Regions from separate parts of the Sus scrofa genome. Here region 1 is linked to region 2. Evidence: chromatin contacts called from public Hi-C data. All regions are on one chromosome and are shown on one strand. The core of a region is the stretch at or near the end of the contact, and the rest is flanking DNA. Distances in the headings are between cores, read along the strand shown.

Region 1 (3,681 bases), core at 52-2,551, 120 kb after region 2:
CGTAGCTGTTCCCTCCAGAACCCCAACTGCCTCCACCTCCAAGAGACAATATCGACCCCTTCCCTTAGCATCCAGCTCCTTCACCAGCCAACCCAGGCCTCCCTTGCCTGCCCCATCTTCTTTCACGCTCCCTCACTCTCCCAAGATCTAGTCCTTGGCCCAGATCTTCATGTTCTAAATAAACCACCTCTTTCAACGGGAAAGGCATTCCATTCCTTTGCCCGGAATGCCTAGCCCACCCTGAATGCCTCCCACCCATACACAGACATCTTGTTTTTCTCAACCTTCAAAGCCCTGCATCAATGTCACCCCTCCTCGGAAGACGCCCCTCATGCCCACACGGCATTAATTGCTTCCCGATGAGAGCTGAAGCCAGAGCTTCAATAGCCCCACCCAGAACCAGCAAACGTCATCATGGTTGTCCGTAGCCTGATTCCTTTCACCCTCGCCCCAACCTATCAGTGTGGGTATTGTGATCATGCACATTGTACAGATGAGAAAGCAAGGAGAGAGGAAGGAATTGGTCTGTGATCACATGGCTCCTGAGTGACAGGGAGGGTGTAGACCCTGGCTATCCCCCAGCCCAGAGCTCACCTTCTCCTTTCTCCCATTTCTCCACTTATCGGCCCATCTCACCCATTTAACACCGAGCTCCTTGAGTGCAACAATTGCGTTGGTATAGTCTAAGGATTGTAGTATCATAAGCATTATTACTATTAGTATGATAAGTGTTACTAACAGATTACTACACTGACAGAAATAGCAACACTAGCTCTGCTGTATGGACTATTCTCTCTATGGCCTGAGTTTTTCATTCAGTACCTTCTCCACAATTCAACAAGTTCATTGAGAGGTGTACTTTCTTCCCTTTATAGATAAATATCTGATTTATCCAGGAGGTTCCCTGAGGTTAAAGTCCAAGATGATCCTCCTCCTCTAACCGCTACTCTCCCGGCCCCCAACCGGGATCCAATCAAGATACAACCAAGACTCAGTGATCTGTTGAAGTAACACTGAATGTCTCATGTGCAGGCCTCGGCCTTTGATTTTAAGATTCCAGCTTACTACTAAGGACGCGCACAGCTACTATGGCCCTATCTTTTTTTTTTTTTTTTTTTTTTTTTTTTTTTTGCCAGGAACCGTGCTGAGGGCTCCCCAGGCACCGAGTCCTTCATTCTCCAACCCCCACGAGGCAGGGCCCGTTGTTTGCCCCATTTTTTGGATGCCTCACTGGAGACGCGTCGGAGAGGCTGTGTGCCGCGCCCACGGTCCCACAGCTGGGAAGGCGCAGGGGCCCCCTCGGGAACCCAGGCCAGCCCTGAGCGCTGCGCGCCTAAGCCCTCTTCTACCACTGCCTCCTGGGAACAGAAGCCCTGGAGGCAGCGAGGGGTGAGTGGGGCAGGCGAGGCGGAGGGCAGGGCCGGGAGGCGCATTCCATCAGCTACCATTTTCTCAGCCATTTCAGCAGATGCCTGAGTCCCTCTAGGACCAGACGGTTTCTAAAGCACATGATGACACGCACCGTCCAGCGGCTGCCAGGGACATCTTCTTTGCGCTCCTTCCGGGCCCCTGCGCAGACCCCTGCGCATTCCTCGTGACGTCACCCAGCTGTGCGTCCTCATCTCGCGGAGGAAGCTCTGTCACCGTCGGGCAGGGGGAGGGAGGGGCGGCGGCGGCCGCGGAGGGAGGGATGACACGGAGACAGGCCCCTCTCCTCTCGGGCGCCTGAAGGAATTCGTTCCCGGCTCAGCCCCGCGGCCGAGGTTGGGGAGGGTCCCGGAGCGGGGTCACTTCCCCGTGATCAGAAGGTGGACGCCGAGACCTTCCATGTCCAGGCTAGAGATGAAAAATAATCCAACTGAGTAAATAAATCAGCGAAAAGAGCAGCAGCCACCGTCTGCTAAGAAATTCAATCCTAAATGTGGAGAGAGTTGGGAGGGGGGGGCTGGAGGAGAGGGGGGGCACTGAGTTTCTGAAAAGATTTAATTGGTGATAGGGACCGAAGAATATGTAAATAATCTCTGGGTTTCTATCCTTTTAGGAGAAACAGATGCCAAGGACTCCAAGCGGAGTTTTCATATGAAAATCACCCAGCCCCCGAGAATGCCACTTAAAATGTATATAATTCGATTGTTATCTCCTATGGGGGAGGGCGCCCTGTTTGAGGTTTCCTTTTACATTAGTCCCCTACCCCCATTGTACGAGCCACTTTATGTGCCCCCCTTCCCCTCCTCCAAAGCCCCAGATTAGATGCCTGAGACAGACGAGGGCAGGACTGGGGAATTGGGGTGGGGGTGGGGACTGCTCCCCCGGGGTCTCAAAAGCCTACCGCTAAAACTTTAACTCAAAGATTATCTAAGTAAGGTTAACAATTTCTAAGTCCTGTCACTGCCAGGATCCATCCAGTGACCAGGAACCGGTCCCCTGTTTCTCTTTAGGCCACCAATCCTATTAGTGCTGAATCCTAGAATGTTCCCCCATAGGTTACCTAAATTTTGTCTCTCAAAAGTAAAGTCTTTTACTCCTGCTCCTTGGCACGACACAAAACACAATGGGTCATTCTTCATTTTCCAAGCCCTTCCAAAAACCCTCTGGGATTTGAACTCTTAAAAGAGAAGTTGGAGAGTCTAATGAAAGGCATGTGGGAGAAGGAGAAGTCAGGACACCATGTCCAAGACCCAGTTTTACTCCCTAACTTTCAGGGCCTCAGTTTCCTCTTCTGTAAAATGGGAAGACTGATGCCTGCCCTTTGCCAGTGGGGTGAGGACAAAAGGAGAAAGGGGGAAGCATGTATTTTGAAGGTAAAGCAAACCTATAACACTGAGTCATAATTAGAAACACAAAATGAAGCCTTGAACTGAAGAGGCTGGGATGTTTTTCCTCCTCAGCAAGTCGAGGGGGGTCAAACCTGTGATCTCCAAGGTCCCTTCCAGCTCAGATGTGCAAGATGTTTCGTGAATGTGAGCCACACAGGATGGGACTTTTCTAGTCCTGTGCAAACCAATAAACACTGGGCCATTTGTCTCCTCCTTGAGTTGCTCCTGTGAGCAGGTGCATTTTTAGAAGAACAGAGAGAGGGGTAGGGCAGCAGGGGAAAGGGAGAAAGGGAGGCGCTTCTCATGGATTTAACCACTTTGCAAGCATGTACCGAGCACCCAGTACGTGGAACATAGCACGTCGGACAAAGAGATGCAGGAGAATTTTCCTAACAGTGGGGAATTCACCAGTGCCCCCCACTGGATGATTTTACACAGTGTTGTTGGCTGAATAATGCCCCCGACCAAGATGTCCACATCCCAATCCCCCAAACCTGTAACTTTGTTACCTTACATGGCCAAAGGGACTCGGAAAGTGTGATTAAAGTTCATAATCAGTTGTCCTGGATGATCCAGGGGAGCCCAAGGTGACCCCAATGGTCCTCATAAGAGAGAGGCAGGAGGTCAGAGTCAGAGAAGAAGAAGTGACGATGAAAGCAGAGGCTGGAGTGATGTGGGGCCATGAGACAAAGAATCTGGGCAGCATCTAGAAGCTGGAAAAAGCCAGGAAGTCAATTTCCCCCTAGTGCCTCCAAAAAGAACACAGTCCAGCCCACCCATTTTGGACTCCTGACCTCCAGAACCGTAAGAGAATAAACTTATGTTGTTTTAAGCTACCAAGTTTGTGGTAGTTTGTTACAGAAGC
Region 2 (3,542 bases), core at 681-3,180:
CATGGAGGTTTATCTACAATCACATAGGTAGGACCGGAAGAGTAATGTAGTTACGGCACAAATGCAGAAAGTAAGGTGTGTGGTGCTGCAAAAGTGACTTCTCTGAGGTTAACGTGGTTGTATTAGGGTGGACCTCAGCCAGGACTCAGGTCCCCTATTGCCAGTTCATCTTTTAACAGCCAGAACAAACCTCTCTCTCTCTCTCTCTCTCTCACACACACACACACACCACCACACACACGATGACATGGACAGAGAAGCAGAAACCGAGTTGGGCAGAGTGGACAGCAGACAAACCCACCTCACAAGGCCGCCCCCGCCAGTGCCGGATGCAGGACTTGCAACGGGCCAGCAGAGGGCGCGCCGCCCCCAGGGAGCCGAGAGAGGCGGCCGCGCGGAGCACCGCAGGCGAGCCGGACGCGCCCCTGCAGCTCGGCCACTCAGGGTGCAAGACCCGGCCAAGGAAGAGGAGGAGGGTGAGAAGCAGACCCCCCTTGTGGGCCCGGGTAACAGACCGGCTGGAGAGCTTCCTAGGAATTACATCACGCTGCGCAACGCTGCGGCTCCCGGACTTCGTCGGCTCAGAGTGTGTCTGTGTGTCTGTGTGTGTGCCTGTGTCTGTCTGTGTCTCTCTGTGCCTGTCTGTTTGTATGCGCGCGCGCTGGGGGGAGGGGGAGGGGACTTAGACCGAGCCCGGGAGAGAGGAAAGCAAGACGCGCCCCGGGGAAAAACCTCCAGGCACATGGAGAAATTCCTTGCACCGAACTGCATGGAGAAACGAGCCCCCAGCACTTCCCCGCAGCTCTCCTCCCGGTGCAGAGTACCCAGCTAGCGAGAACCCTCTCGGCCCCACCTCTAGCACCCCCCCAAAACCGGCCCTGCACCCTCCAGCCCAGCTCCAGCGCCGCCGCGAGCTTTCCCCAGGACTGGCCCTGGCGGGGCGCCTAGAGCCCCAGTTGCATTGCTCCAGGAGAAAGGAGGGGGGCGGTGCATTTTGCAGGAGGAGGAGAAGGGGGGTGGGTAGTGGGGGAGAGAGAAAATTGCGCGGAGACCTGCCAAGCGCCACCGCCGCCGCCGCCGCCGCCGCCACCGCCGCTGCCGCCGCCGCCGCCGCCGCCTGTGAGCTCCGGCGGGCAGCCGGACTGTCGGCTTCCCGGGGCATCTGGGTCCGGCGGGGCACAGCCCGGGAGCTGCCGAAGCCGCCGCCGCCGCCTCCGCGGCGAGTGCAGGAGGCTTCCCCCGGAGCTTGTGCCGATCCAGCTCCTCGGGGGTGGAGAAGTGGGGGGTGGGGTTGTTGTTTGGGGGGAAGAAGGGGGAGGGGGCAACGCCGAGAGAGTCAGTGGTTTCCATGGTGATGGAGCTGAAAGTGCAGGAAATTTAAAGGCTTGGACCCTGTGAGACAGACAAACCGGTGCCAACGTGCGCGGACGCCGCCGCCGCCGCCGCCGCTGGAGTCCGCCGGGTAGAGCCGGCCGCGGAGCCACGAGCAGGCGGAGGGAAGTGCCCCTAGGACCAGCTCAGCCCGCGGCGCTGCACAGAGCGGCCGGACGACGAGCAGCGAGAGGAGGAGGCGGGGAGAGCGGCCAGTCCACGCGCCCTGCGCCGCCGCCGGCCCGGGAAGGCAGCGAGCAGCCGGCGCCCCCGTGCCCGCGGTCGCCCTGGAGTAATTTCGGATGCCCTGCCGCGGCCGCCTACCCGAGTAGACCCGGGAGAGGAGTTGCGGCCAACTTGTGTGCCTTTTTTCCGTCCCAGTGGGAGCCGGCGCTGAGCGAAGGGCTCTGCCGGCGACTCATGCTGCCGGCCCTGCGCCTGCCCAGCCTCGGGTGAGCCGCCACCGGAGAGACGGAGGAGCGCGGCGGCGCAGCGGGCTCGGCGTGCTCTCCTCCGGGGACCCGGGACGAAGCAGCAGCCCCGGGCGCGCGCCGGAGGCATGGAGCGCTGCCCCAGCCTGGGGGTCACCCTTTATGCCCTGGTGGTGGTCCTGGGGCTGCGGGCGGCACCGGCCGGCGGCCAGCACTATCTCCACATCCGCCCGGCTCCCAGCGACAACCTGCCCCTGGTGGACCTCATCGAACACCCGGACCCTATCTTTGACCCCAAGGAGAAGGATCTGAACGAGACGCTGCTGCGCTCGCTGCTCGGGGGCCACTACGACCCGGGCTTCATGGCCACCTCGCCCCCTGAGGACCGGCCTGGCGGGGGCGGGGGGGCAGCCGGGGGCGCAGAGGACCTGGCGGAGCTGGACCAGCTGCTGCGGCAGCGGCCGTCGGGGGCCATGCCGAGCGAGATCAAAGGGCTGGAGTTCTCCGAGGGTTTGGCCCCGGGTAAGAAGCAGCGCCTGAGCAAGAAGCTGCGGAGGAAGTTACAGATGTGGCTGTGGTCGCAGACCTTCTGCCCGGTGCTGTACGCGTGGAACGACCTGGGCAGCCGCTTTTGGCCGCGCTACGTGAAGGTGGGCAGCTGCTTCAGTAAGCGCTCATGCTCGGTGCCCGAGGGCATGGTGTGCAAGCCGTCCAAGTCCGTGCACCTCACGGTGCTGCGGTGGCGCTGTCAGCGGCGCGGGGGCCAGCGCTGCGGCTGGATTCCCATCCAGTACCCCATCATTTCCGAGTGCAAGTGCTCATGCTAGAACTCAGGGCCCCCTGCCCGCACCCGGACACTTGATCGATCCCCACCGACGCCCCCCGCACCGTCTCCAACCAGTTCCACCACCCTCTAGCGAGGGGATTCAATGAACTTTTTTTTTTTTTTTTTTTTTTTTGGCTACAGAGACCTAGCTTTCTGGTTCATGTAATGCACTGTTTAACTGTGTAGGAATGTATATGTGTGTGTATATACGGTCCCAGTTTTAATTTACTTATTAAAAGGTCAGTATTATACGTTAAAAGTTACCGGCTTCTACTGTATTTTTAAAAAAAATTTAAGCAAAAGGAAAAAAAAAAAGAACAGAGAAAAGAGAGACTTATTCTGGTTGTTGCTAATAATGTTAACCTGCTATTTATATTCCAGTGCCCTTCGCATGGCGAAGCAGGGGGGAAAAGTTATTTTTCTTAAAGTACAAAGAGAGGGGAGAACTTTTGTAGAAGGACTTTAAAAAGCTATTTTCCATTCTTCGGAAAGTGTTTTGGTTTTCCTTGGACCTCGAAGAAGCTATAGAGTTCAATGTTATTTTACAGTTATTGTAAATATAGAGAACAAATGGAATGACTAATCATTGTAAATTAAGAGTATCTGCTATTTATTCTTTATAATATCCCGTGTAGTAAATGAGAAAGAAGTGCAGAGCAGGATTAAAGAAAACCACTAAAATCGACTGCGCTCGACACTGCGATTCTCTGTGTTGGTGATTGATGGGGGCGGGGGGGGTGGGGAGGCGGGGTGGGAGGGGCGGGTAGGGGGTGCCTCTGTGCTTACTACGCCTGTTGGGAAAAGGGGCTCATCCCCATTTCTGGTGTGATGGAGGTGACCGTTCAGTTTTTCTTGGGGGGGGGGCCTATTCTCAAACTCCTCACTTGAGCATCACGTGGCCTCCGCCCAGTCTC

The links. A called contact is a pair of places that touch in the nucleus more often than the background predicts.
Region 1: a contact with region 2 is called in a Hi-C map of undifferentiated spermatogonia, with 2.3 times the contacts expected there. The contact joins the enhancer-like site here to the promoter of NOG in region 2. A contact is called at or near these places in 1 of 5 promoter capture datasets (liver), 25 of 47 Hi-C or Micro-C datasets (alveolar macrophages, blood, brain and 16 more) and 1 of 2 datasets of contacts at active chromatin or transcription factors (skeletal muscle).

What each region holds. Positions count from the first base shown.
Region 1 is chr12:33,010,755-33,014,435 of Sscrofa11.1, forward strand. No RefSeq gene overlaps it. Among named protein-coding and RNA genes, the nearest start is that of C12H17orf67, 110 kb to the right of the region's middle. Within about 2 kb of position 1,302, at least 13 of the 83 cell types and tissues checked have an H3K27ac peak or open chromatin away from gene starts, as enhancers often do. A contact at or near this core is called in undifferentiated spermatogonia, where this site is marked.
Region 2 is chr12:32,889,391-32,892,932 of Sscrofa11.1, forward strand. It overlaps NOG (noggin), which reads left to right and starts at 1,931. Exons shown (of 1, transcript NM_001143691.1): 1 at 1,931-2,816. The coding sequence starts at 1,931. The coding sequence ends at 2,629.